Regions from separate parts of the Pan troglodytes genome. Here region 2 is linked to region 1. The links are chromatin contacts, called in public HiChIP or PLAC-seq maps. All regions are on one chromosome and are shown on one strand. The core of a region is the stretch at or near the end of the contact, and the rest is flanking DNA. Distances in the headings are between cores, read along the strand shown.

Region 1 (6,263 bases), core at 1,380-3,879:
CTTTGGGGGAGTTAGACACCAGGAGGTGCCTTGTCGGTCATATTTTTCAGCACGTCATCAATCCTATCATCTTCAATAACAACTGCAAAAAAAGGGGGGGAAAGAGAGGTGAGCGCGCTTGGGCCTAGCCAGAGGTCTCTGACATTTCCCGTTATGCCCAGAGTGGGAGGTCGGGAGAGGAGAGGGCGAGGGAGCAGGGCTCACTGCGCAGTGAAACAGCTCGATCCTCCTCCGTCCCTGCCAGGGGTCCCTTCCCTGCTTTCCTCTGAACCACCCACCACCCTCTATCCTCCAGCCTGCGTCCCAGCTCCATTCTGAGAAAAGGAAACAGAGGGCGCCAACCCAGCCGCTCCTGCTGCAGCCAGGGCGCGCACTGGCCGCTTCCTCCCCGCACCAGGTGCACTAATTTAGACAGAAATGTCTGGAGCTGGGATAGGAGAGGGAGCCAAAGTCTTTGGGTCTCGGGACCCCAGGTAAGTCCCGAGCGCAGCTCCGGTGGGCAAGGCTAGGTGCGGAGATGAGCGGAACCAGGAGGGGACGCCAAAACCGGTTCCCACGACGCGCAGCGGGTGGGGGTTAGGGCCTGGCCTGGGCGGGCGCCCCCTCCTGCGCGCCCTCTCCCAGCCGCTGGCCGACTGACTCGGCCGCCCCGCGCTCCCCGCTGCCGCAGAGGTCAGAGCCTCCCTTCGCTGCCTGCTAGGGACACATGCCGTAACCTCCGCCTCTCTTACCGTCTCGACTTAGCCTCGCCTTTCTCAGTCCCTCCACCAGTCCCTCGGCGCGACGGCCGGCCGCCGATCGAGGTCTCTGTCTCTCCCTGTCTAAGGTGTCGGTCGCCCTTATTGTTTCGGCGGCTTCTGCGTCCTCCCCATACGCGCGTCCTCGGCTCTGTCTCTCCCGCTTCAGCTCCCCTCTCGGGAGCTTTGTCTCGGTCTCTGCCACCCTCGGTCTCCCGCGTACCCCCTCCCCTCCATCCCTGCGTCTCAGTCTCTCTCTGCAGCCGTCGGTCCCCCTCATTGTCCCCGCGTCTCTGGAGCTCCTCTCAGAGCCTCTCTGCGTCTCCGCCTCTCTGGGGCTTTTCCAGCTCTCGCGCCGATCGCCCAGGCCTGGCAAACCCCCTCCCAAGCCAAGTAACAATGAAAAGCCCGTGCGACCCGAACACCCTAGCCTTCCCCGCAGGAATGGGATCCTCCCCACGCAGGTCCCCACGCCGTCCCCTGGGGGTCCCTGGGACCCCCTCCCCACAGGGTTGTGGAGCGAGTGCAGCTGTGACTACACTGCGCAAAAGGCGGGGGTGGGGGGCGCAAATCAAAAAGCAAACTTTGCCGCAGGTGGAGACCCCCAGCTGCTGCTAGAAGCCGCCACGCCCCCGGGGTGACCCAGCCGGGGATCCGGCTTAGGGGGACGCGTTCCTGCGACCCGCTTCAGCCGGACCCGCAGTGCGGGATCCCCCAATTCTGCAAGAAGGGATTCCGTCGGGTCTGAACGAGCTCCAGCGGGTGGGAGACCTCCGCAACCCTTGTTCAGGCCGCGGCGCGGGAAAAAGGGGGTGTCAGACAAGGGGGCCGCGAACTCACCCCGCTTGCTCCGGCCGATCTGGCCCAGCTTGGGCGGCCGCTTGTTCTGCCCGGCGCCGAAGAAGTTGTTGGTGTCCTGCAGGCGGCAGGAGAAGATCTGGCCCACGTCGCCGCCGTCGCCGTAGGGGCTCAGCTTCTCGTCGCCGTAGGGCAGCACCTCCGACATGGTCGCGTCCGGGGGCTCCGCCGCGGCGCCTCCTCCGCCCGCGTCCCCGCCCGCGGCGGACAGGGTCAGCGGCGCTGGGGCCGGGGGCGGCCGGCCGGGGACGGCCCGCGGGCTGCTGCGGCGGTGGCGCCGGCGAGAGGCCGGGGGACGCCGCTAGGGCAAGAGCGCAGCACTCGCGCGAGCGGCCCGGAGAGCGCCCGCGGCTGCGCTGCGCTGCGCTCCGGCTCCGCGCGCGAGTGGCTGCTGCTCCGCCAGAGGCGAGCAGGACTCACATCCTCGGCGCGCTGGGGCTCTGGGCGGGGGCCGGGCCGGGCGGGGCCGCGAGCCGGGAGGGAGGAGACGTCCCTGCGAGCCCGGAGGGCGCGGGACCGAGGAGGGCGCACCCCGGGAGCCGGGCGGGCCGGTCCTGCGGCGAGTGCGGGCGGCGGCGCCGGTTCGGGGAGGCAGACTGGGAGCTGCGAGCGGCGGGGCTGCGAGGGGCGGAGGGGGAGGGGAGGGAGAGAGGAGGGAGGGCACCGGGGAGGAAACCCGGAGGGAGGGTGGGGGAGAGAAACCGAGAGGGAGACGGGGCTGAAAAACAGGGACTGAAAGACAGGGAGGCAGGGGAGACGGTGGAAGGAGACAGAGGAGAGGGGGAGAGGAAGGAGAGGAGGAGAAAGAAGAAAAGGTGGGGGGGGGGGACGAGCTAGAACGGAGAGACAGGGGAAAGATGAGAGGAGGAGGGAAAGGATCGGGAGGGAGAGGAAGAGGGTCGGAGAGGGAAGGAAGGGAGAAAGACAGAGGGGGGAGAGGGAGGCAGGGATAGAGGAGGCAGCGAGCTGCGAGGAGAAATGCCGGCCGCGGCGCCGAGGCGAGGCGCGGGGAGGAGGGCGGGAGGAGGCGGGGAGGAGGGGACCCGCGGGCCTCGGGGAGAGATCCCTGCGAGCGGAGCGACGTCACGGGGCCGCGCCGGCCGGCCCGGGCCGCCGCTAGCTTCCTGCCCCCGCCCCCAGCCCCCGCCGTCCCGCTCACGGGTGTTTACGGGGCCCGGAGCTGGTGCGCGCCCGCCCCGCAGCCGGCTCTGCCTCCCGAGGGGACCTCGGGGGGAGTGGGGGTTCCGGGAGCTGGAGAGGGAGCGGACAGACGACGCACACGCGGGGAAGGGCGGAAGCATGCTGACCTCTCTGGGGGGCAGATGCTGCGGGGCAAAGATCGGAGGGCTCCAGGGCGACCCGCGGACACAGCCTCCCCCGCCATCTGCAAACCGGGGAGCCCTTCCTCCCCACCACACTTGCTCCCCAATTCAGACCCTGAGGGCCCAGCCACTGGGGCCTCACACTCTCCTCCCGCCCCGGCTCAGTCCGACCTGGAAGGCCTCACTCCCCCCCGCCCCCGCCCAACTGCGCTGGACTCCGGCTCCCGCAGGGCCTCCAGGAGGGGGAGGGGGAGAGGGAAGGGGCAGCCCCGCCTCCCGCAGGAGAAGGGAGCGCCTCATTACGCCGGGCTCGCCCGGGATGCCTGGCTCCCGGCGTCCGCTGCCTCCGCTGGGGACGTCCCGGGTCTGCCGCCCTCTGCCCTCGGGGGCCTCCCTTCCAGCAACAGCCGTGCGCCCTGTGGAGAGACTATGGCCTCTGAGATGAGGAGCGGGCTCCTCGATGCCGGGAGGGAGACTGGGGCAGCCCCAGAGGCCTGGGAGGCGCATCTGCCAAGCAGATGGTAACTCCGAGGGGGCAAGGTGCATGAGGAGCGCTCATTATCCTCGCCGGAGCCAACAGCACCTGCCCTCCGCTGGAGACCGTCTTTGCTTAGTAGAGCCGGCCTGACCACAGGGAGGGGCAACCACCCCAAGGTCATGCCAGCTGCTGGAGGCAGGGCTAGGAAACACATCCAGGTGGCCCAGGTGAGTCTCACCTGGCTCATCCTGCTGCCCTGCAAGGGGTCCCATCAACAGTGAAAGGAGCTCTCCCCTCCTATCTAGAACTCTGGCGGGTGGGAGCTGGAGGCAGAAGGGGAAGGTTTTTTCCTGGTATAACATCTGGTGGAGGGGGGAGTCAGTCCAGCCCCCTCTCCAAACGGTGTAAAAGGATTGGCTGGCCTCGGGAAGCCAGATTCCATGGGGGGAGGAGGAAGGGAGCAGAGAAAAGGGAGACTGAAGCAATGTGGCAGGTGGAATAAGCATGTCCCTTGGATTTAGGTCTGGGTTTGAATCCCAACCCCGTGGTTTGCTGACTGTGTGACCCTGGGTGGGTCATCTCTCCTCTCTGAGCTTCCATGGTCTCAGCTGTCAAATGGGTATATGGCTAGCCACTACCTGTGTACCCTGCAGGACAGTTATGAAAACAAAAATAAAATCAGGCTCTGATGCCTGGCTGAGAGTGGATGTGCAATAGACATTTGAGAGATGACTTAATGAGTGAGAAAGAACGGTAGCACTTCATTTGTTTCCATTTCAGGACCACATGAGCTGGGAGAATCCTTAGAGATGAGCTGGGCCTATCCCTCATTTCCATATGGGGAAACAGAAGTCCAGAGGACCAGGGGCTAGCCCCAAATCCCACAGCTTGTCGATGGCAGAAGCCTCAGGTCCCCGGACTGACCTTGTTCCTCTCCACAAGCCACCTGGCTCACTCATTAGGACTTTCCCGAGTGCCTGCTTTGAGGTTAGCGCCAAGGCCAAGTGCTAAGAGAGAAAACAAGAGCGTAACAAGCAGGATGATAAAGTTCCAAGAAGCGCTGACATTTGTCTCCTTTCTTATTTTCCCCCAACGCATTTTCACATCTATTGTTGACCTTGCTTCTCAAAATAAATACCTTTTGAGGTAGAAAGAGGAGACGTTGCATCCCTGTTTAACTGATGTAGCAGAAAGAGGGTAAGTGACTTGCCCAAGATCACAGCCTAGTGATAGAGCCAGGAGAAGCCACTGTGGCCAGCCCTGATTCCGTAGAGGACTCCCTGCAATGGTGACAGCATACAGGGCTGGGACCACCCCATTCATCTCACATCCGCCTGGCTCCTTCCTTGCTGCTGAGAGGCACAAAGCAATTTACACGCTGAGCACCTACGACAATTTACACGCTGAGCACTGCACAGAAGGTAAGCAGAAAGACCCAGCGAGGGCTGACGAATCCCTGCACACACAGCAAGTGAGAGCAAGAATAGAAGTCCAATTTCCACCCCATCTGTTTTTATGTTTACCTTGCCTTGTTCCAAATAAGGTTAAAGGTGACAGCATCCCATGTTCCCAACTCAGTACCTACCACCTTCAGGAAACACACGCGCCTCCCAGCACGTGGTGCTTGACAGCTTGAAAAGCATCTCCATGACTATTCGCTCATTAATCGCTAAGCTTCGGAAGTGGAGGGGACTGGGACTGTCAGGCCCATTTCACAGACAAGGTGCCTGAAGGTGGGGTGATGTCCCCCGGGTCACGCAGAAGTTCTGCAAGGGCAATTGCTAATCAGTATGGCTTTCCTCCACCTCCATTCCTCCCACTTGTCTTTATCACAAAGGCCTCACTCAGTCCTCCGTTCCTTCCAGCATTTGGTGGGGGCATCTCTTCATCTTGAAGTCAACACATGTGCTGGGACTCCATTCCTGCCTGTTTACACTCATTCCCCAAAACCAAGAGGCTGGCTCTGAACCAGAGGCCCAGAGCTGTGTTGAAGAGGCCAGACCCAGGTGAAGGAACCTAATAAGGCAGGAATGAAGGCTTCCCTCCCCACCTCCCCACAAGGAAGCCTGGCAGTACATGGTCTGGGGCCGTAGTCTAGGATGAAGAGCCCACTGGGGCAGTCAAGCTCAAAGCCCTGGTTGGGCGTGGTGGCTCACACCTATAATCCCAGTACTTTGGGAGGCTGAGACAGTCGGATTGCTTGAGTGTAGGAGTTCGAGACCAGCCTGGGCAATATAGTGAGACCCTCATCTCTACAAAAAATTTAAAAAGGAATCGGGCATGGTGGGGCACACTTGTGATCCCAGCTACTCGGGAGGCTGATCAGGGAGGATTGTTTGAGCCAGGGAAATTGAAGCTGCAGTGAGCCATGATTGCACCACTGCATTCCAGCATGGACAACAGAGCGAGACGCCATCTCAAAAAAAAAAGTTCAAAGCCCTGCTCGGTCATTTCCTAGGTCTGTGATCCTTTCACTCTCTGTGCCTAAGTTTTTTCATCTGTCAAACTGGCATAAGAATCATTATTACTTGGTGGTTCATTGTGGGGAGGAGATCATACACACACCACGCCTAGCACAGAGTCAGTCCTCAATAAAAGTGGTTGTTATTATTTGCTATAGGCTTTCTTTGTGGCTTTGAAAAAGCTGCCTCTGACTCTACATCATCCAGTGGGAAACCTGGAGAAGATCACATCTTTTCAGCGGCAAAACCAGTTTTCCCAAATCCAAAGTAGATAAAACCTGCTTGAAGCAAAGGTGGGGGTCCCAGGACCTTACTCCAGCTTCCCCCTGAAACTTCATCTGAAACTCCTTCACCAAACCCCAGGACTCTAGAAATAAGAACCACAGGACCAGGCCATCTCCATGGA
Region 2 (6,263 bases), core at 1,322-3,821, 200 kb before region 1:
CTTCCTCCATATTCCACAGCTACCATGTAGTGAGTTTTAAAACCACAAATGTAGTTTTATTGCCACTGGATCATATATAGTAATTCCAAGAAGCATCACCTAAGAGATATTTTTGAGAATCTGTTTCAATAAATAGCTAGGAATTCACTAGCAATAAACCCATCAAGTTTCTATTATCTATTATGGTCATGTGTTATCTATTATCTGCTAGATATCTGGCACCCAGCCATCCCCTGGAGTTATAAAGATAAATCAGATAAGGCCTCCTACCCTTGCAAAGCTCCAAGTTTGGTGGATGAGTGGGTACAGGGCAGGTGGGGAGAGGAGGAGTAAGGGTGCCTCCAAACCAAAGGGCTACAATACCACCAGAGAAGTGCTGTGACAAAGTCATGCTTAATATGCTACAGGAAAGCAAATTAATTGTGCATAAGCCCATCAAATGTTTCTGATATAGAGCCTGTAATAGGTACTTCTAATGGCTTGAAAAGAGTTGTTCTCAAGCTCTTTGTAAACATTTTCCTCGCAAGTGTACTTAGCCTATTAATTTGGACCACCCACCACAGCAGGTTCTGTGAGGCTAAGGAAAATGTCAGTCCTGAGGCATACAAATGGTCCCTGATTGCAAATTGGTCATGTGACTGTTTTATGGATTTAAGGCTGTGTTTGTTTCTGGGTGCCCTCACCTAGTATAAGTTCCTTGGCGGAAGGGATCATGTCTGTGGCTTCCTTTTATGTTCTCCCTTCGGTCTTCAATAATGACTCAAGTGCCTACCACGTGCTAGATTGTAGGTGCCGCCGGGCAGAGAGCAATGAACAAGACAGGCACGGTCCCTGCTGTCATGGAACCTGCATTTGATGCTCAGAGGATCTTGTTGCTGGGTATTAATTTCCATGTATAGCTTTACGACTCCTGAATTTCATCTCCAGCTCAGTGTCATCTGAACTCCAAGCTAATATATTCAACTACAGTCTGTACCTGGATACATGATTTACTATAAACTCATTACATCCTAAAAAAATTTCTAGATTCCCACCAATGCCACCACCCAACTGGTCCTCCCCCTGCCTTGCCTATTTCTGCAAATGGCACCACCACCCATGTAATTACACAAACCCCTAACTGGGGAGGCACCCTTGATTCTTTCCTTTCCCTTTCACCCACACCCAATCCATCCACTGCTCTCCGTCCCCTACCGCTCCCCACCACCACCACCATCTTTGATCTATTACCACAGTAGCGTCTCCATGATCTTCTCCCGGCTTCCCCTACTCTAACCCATTCTCTACCCAGTGGCCAGGATGAGCTCATAAAATGCAACAAAAGCACATTTGCCCTCTTTATATATCCCCCAGTGAACTCTCATGGTGACCCGTCTGTCCCTCCGACCTCTTACTTGCCCCTCTCCTTGGTGTGGGCCACTCTCACTTTGCTCTGGCCCGTTTCATCCCCTTTCTCTTCCTTGGGTTTACGGAGCCCCTTCCTACCCTTTGGAATTATTGCTCCCACTGTCTCTGAATGCTCCTCCCCTGCCCCACCCTTTGAACAGCTGGGAGCTGGGTTCCTCCTCATCTTGCATTTTTCAGCTCGGGTGTCACCTCCTCAAAGAAGCACCCCCCTGACTTCCCAATACAACATAGTAATCCCAGTCCCCCACCCTAGTGACTCTGTAGCAAATGACTCAAGTTATTCCCTTTGCAGCACTTATCAAGACTTTAATGACCTCATTGCTGTGGAGTGTAGGATCCAGATGGTGAAGACAATGTCTATTGGGTTGACCAATCATGGCCCAGTGTCTACACAGAGGAGATGCTCAAATACTGGTTGAATTAAAACAAAACAAATAAAACCCAAACACTTCCCAGGGCTGTTTCGAGGATGGCACGAATCAGCATGTGTAAAACACAGCCCCAGGTACCTGGTAGGTCCTCAATATACTCACACAATGTCCCAGGCAGCCTGAAGATTTCAGGCACTAGAAATGCACTCTCCTTTTCTCCTGGGTGTGGGGCAGAGGGGAGCATGAGAGGCCAGAGGGCAGGAAACACATGGAAGTACTCCTGACCACACTTGAAAGAATCTATTTACCTTTGTTTTCCTCCTTTTTTAAAATTTGTTTTTGCCATGTGTCTATTTTTAAAAAGCTGGAAGAGCACGGTGCAAGATTGATAGCTTCAGAGATTCAGCCCTTTTTTGTCCCTCTAGCAGCCCTCCCTTGCCTTGATCAGCCACCTGTTCTCAGACGCTTGCATCTGCCCAGCCCCTGGCTCTCCCTGCCATCAGTGAGCTGCCTGGGGCCCCTGGCCAGGCCAGGCTGTGTTCCTGCCCCCAGGACAGCTTTGAAGCCAGGAGCTGTCGCTGCTTGTTTGTTTGTACCAAGGCACTATGAATGGCAACAGATCATGAATAAGAAACAGGCACCTGATGACAGAGCAGTCATCTCCAGCCAGCACCGACCTCTGCCAGCAGCCATCTGTACACTCCAAGCAGCCTGCCTCCAGGAGAGACAGCAGGGTGCAGGGCACAGGGTGCTGAAGTTGTAGGGAGAACCCGCGTCAGCTCAGTAAGCAGGGATCAAGCCCCTCTGTGTGCCAGGAACTATGTCTGGGTTCCGGCCCTGGCTCTGCCACTAAGCCAAGAGACAGGTAAGTTCCTTAACTTTTTGGCTTTTCAGTTTTATCGCCTATTAAGTAGGTATAATAATAATTCCAAATGGATACCTTTTATTCTTGATAAAGGTCTTTTCCATTAGTGATTTCATTTGGCTTATACTCAGTTGTTCAACAAATATTTTCTGAGTGCCTACCTGGTGCAGGCGCCAAGCGTGGCATAGCAGAGGAAGTAACCGAAAGAGCTAAGGTATTGGCCTTCATTGAGCTTGCATTGTAGTAGAGGAGAAAGACATTCATCAAGTTGTTAATTGCAGTTGTGATAAGTGCTACACAATCTACAGAGGGACTGGTACTCAGGGCACGAGAACTGGAGATTGGAGGGTGTGACCTTGATGGTCTCCTGGGGAAGTGATGCTTGAGCTGACACCTGAAGAACTAACGGCTTTAATTGAAGGGAGGAGGGAAGAACATTCTGGGTAAAGGAAACAGCTTAGACAAAACCCAGATAGCCCAGAGCCAATGAGGGCCTGAAAGGGATCCAGTGTTTCTGGATGGTGTGGAGTGGATGGAAATGAAGTGGGAGCCATTTGCAGGGACCAGACCTGCAGGCTCTTGTCGGCAGAGGTGAAGAGGAATTGTGTCTTCATCCAAGCACAATGGGAAGACATTGACCACTTTAATCAGCGTGTCTTAAGATTGAATTTGATGCTTTGCAAGGTCCATTCTGGCTGCTGCATAGAGAGCATTTGGGAGGTGTCTGAGGGGAAGCAGGACACGAGAGGCTGTTGCAGTTGTCCCAGAGGGAAATGAGGGCAGGGCTGGAGAAAGCATCACGGTGGCCTGGGCTGCCATTCACCAGTGGGGAGACAGGAACTCCCATCCCCACTCTAAAGATAAGAAAATCAAGCTTCAGAAAGGAAAAATGGTCCCCACAAATAGCCAGTGATGGAACAAGGACTCATGTTTGACCCCCAGGGATCCAGGGGTGGGTGTCATTATTTAGGTGAGTGCCGGGTGGCTCTGAGTAAAGACTGGTCCCCGAAGCCAGGGAGGACCTCTTTCCTAAGGCTTTTGCCACTAAAGGTGATGAGAGCAGGCTCCAGTTTGACTCCTCCCTTCTCAACAAACGCTGAGCCTTCAGCCAAAGCCCAAAGGGGCCAGCAGTGGCCAGAAGGAGACCAAGCTCGAGGACCAGCTACAGACAGGACCTGGAAGGTGCATTTGTGAGCTTTGGTAGCACAGAGACCTGGCACAAACTCTGCCTCTACCACCTTCTGGCTATGTGCCCTGTGAGCTTGCCTGTGGCTTCCTGGCATCCAACCTAAGCTACATAGCATTACACCTAGGGCATAAGCCTTTGTAACCTAGGCTGGATACACTGAGGTTGTTAGGACCCCTTTGACAGATTCTCAGCTGTCCTGTCTCTCCAAGGCTGTCCTCTGGTGGGACAGACTCAACGTCATGGCTAAAAGGGGGTTTATCCTCCCTGTACTGGGGCATTAAGGCATAGGCACTGGCGTGGTCAGTGAGGAGGATTATTTTCTCAGTGCTTTGTTTTAACATAACACCATAAGGTGATAATAAAACGAAAACTGACTTTGAGTTGAATTGTTTTTAAATTCCCTACAGAAAATGCAACTCTTATTGCCTGGACCTAGAGCAGATGGCTTCCACCACCCGGCCCCATGGCATGCCATGATCTCTCTCCCACCTTCTTCCCGCCTATGTCAGGTGCCAAGGCTTCCCCACTCCCTGCCACTGCCACCTTCTCTGGGGAGGAGAGGAGTAGCTTGCCATGATTCTTTGGGGGTACTGAGGTAATAGGGTCATATGTTCTTTCATTTGCTGATTCAACAAATAATTATGAAGCCCCTCTGTGTGTCAAGATCAGCAATAGATGTCGTGAATACAGGTGTACATGAGACATGATGCTGCCTCTGAGGTCTCATTTACTTCTTCATCCAGTATTATATTAATTGAGCACCTACTGTGTGTGGGGCCCTGTGCTGGGCATGGGACACTGTGGCCCCCTACGTCAGGTAATCTAACAGGATGGTTCTGCTTCCTGGAGGAGATACTTCAGCTCTCCTTTGCAGGGCAGGTAGAAGAGAGCCAAGAGGGGAAGTGGCAGGGTGTCTTCTAGATGGAGGAATCGACATGGGTAAAATCTCAGAGGTGTGAGACAACTCCAAGTCCAGGAAACCTCAAGTAGTTCTATGTGGTTGGAGTGAAGAGTCCATAGGAGCAGGGCCAGACATCAATACAGATCATAAAAGGCCTTGAATGTTATGCTAACAAGTGGGACTTTTTATGGAAGGCCATGGGAGAGTCAATGAAGGGCTTCAGGGCAGGTTGAGAAAAGGGATTAACAGATGGGTACAAGTATCATCAGATATTACAAAGATCTGGCTACAGCGTGGGGAATGGACTGGAATCCATGAGACTAGAGACAGAGAGACCAGGTAGGAAGCTGTTAGGAGGCTGGAACTGATGCCAGGGGAATGGAGAGGAGGACTTACCCAAAAGACATCAGGAAGCTGAAATCTACAAGAGGTGGTTGATATGGTTTGGCTGTGTACCCACCCAAATCTCATCTTGAATTCCCATATGTTGTGGGAGGGACCCAGTGGGAGGTACTTGAATCACAGGGGCAGGTCTTTCTCATGCTGTTCTCGTGGATAGTGAGTAAGTCTCATGAGATCTGATGGTTCCTATAAGGGGGAGTTTTCCTGCACACACTCTTTTTTGCTTGCTGCCATCCATGTAAGACATGACTTGCTCCTCCTTGCCTTCTTCCATGATCCTGAGGCTTCCCCAGCCACGTGGAACTGTAAGTCCAATTAAACCTCTTTCTTTTGTAAATTTCCCAGTCTTGAGTATGTCTTTATCAACAGGATGAAAATGGACTAATACAGTGGTGTATCAGTTAGCTATAGCCAGAAAATGCTGCATAGCAAACCACTCCAAACTCAGTGACTTAAAGCAGCAATAATTTATGGTCACATATCTCTAGATAAGCTAAGAATTGGTTGATCCTGGCTGGGCTCTGCTGGACAGCTCTGCTGAGCTGTGCTCGACTTGCTTCTGCATCTGCAGTTGGCTGATTTCAGCTGGGCTTGATTGGGGTGGTTTGGTGCTGCTCTGTGTATCTCTTCTCCTCCTGGAACCAGTGGGCCAATCTTGGCGTATTTTTCTTATGGCAACAGGGGCAGAGTCCCAAGAGAACAAACCCAATCAGGCAAGCCCTTTATCAGCCTTTAATTATGTAATTCCCACCAATATTAAATTGGCTACGTCATGTGGCTGAACCCAAGGTGAAGGGATGGGAGCAACATTCCACCTTTTTAGAGGAAGAACTGCCAAATCACATAGCAAAGGGCATGGACACAGGGAGGGGTGAAGAACTAGGGCAAGTCATGCAATTTCCTGGACCAGGTAAGAGGTTGGAACAGAAGAGTAGAGAGAAAGGGAGTTCATGAGGGTTTGTTTGTTTGTGTGTTTGTTTGCCAAGAGCCCAACTGTCTCCAAAACTTGAGCTCGGCCCCCTTCATACCCCACAGCCATACTTGGCTGGGTCCAACCCCTTCAGGAATTAAGCCTGAGGCAGGGGTCCTCTCAGATGCAATGCCTATGCAGCCTGGCTACCCTGCTCA

The links. HiChIP or PLAC-seq counts read pairs in DNA pulled down with a chosen protein or histone mark.
Region 2: a contact with region 1 is called in an H3K4me3 HiChIP or PLAC-seq map of stem cell-derived excitatory neurons, with 5 times the contacts expected there. The contact joins the promoter of VWA5B1 here to the promoter of CAMK2N1 in region 1. A contact is called at or near these places in 1 of 7 Hi-C or Micro-C datasets (stem cell-derived neural progenitor cells) and 1 of 1 datasets of contacts at active chromatin or transcription factors (stem cell-derived excitatory neurons).

What each region holds. Positions count from the first base shown.
Region 1 is chr1:210,711,628-210,717,890 of NHGRI_mPanTro3-v2.0_pri, reverse strand. It overlaps CAMK2N1 (calcium/calmodulin dependent protein kinase II inhibitor 1), which reads right to left and starts at 2,629. Exons shown (of 2, transcript XM_001160942.7): 1 at 1,578-2,629; 2 at 1-82. The coding sequence starts at 1,743. The coding sequence ends at 12.
Region 2 is chr1:210,914,304-210,920,566 of NHGRI_mPanTro3-v2.0_pri, reverse strand. VWA5B1 (von Willebrand factor A domain containing 5B1) reads left to right here and starts at 2,571. Exons shown (of 22, transcript XM_054680262.2): 1 at 2,571-2,643.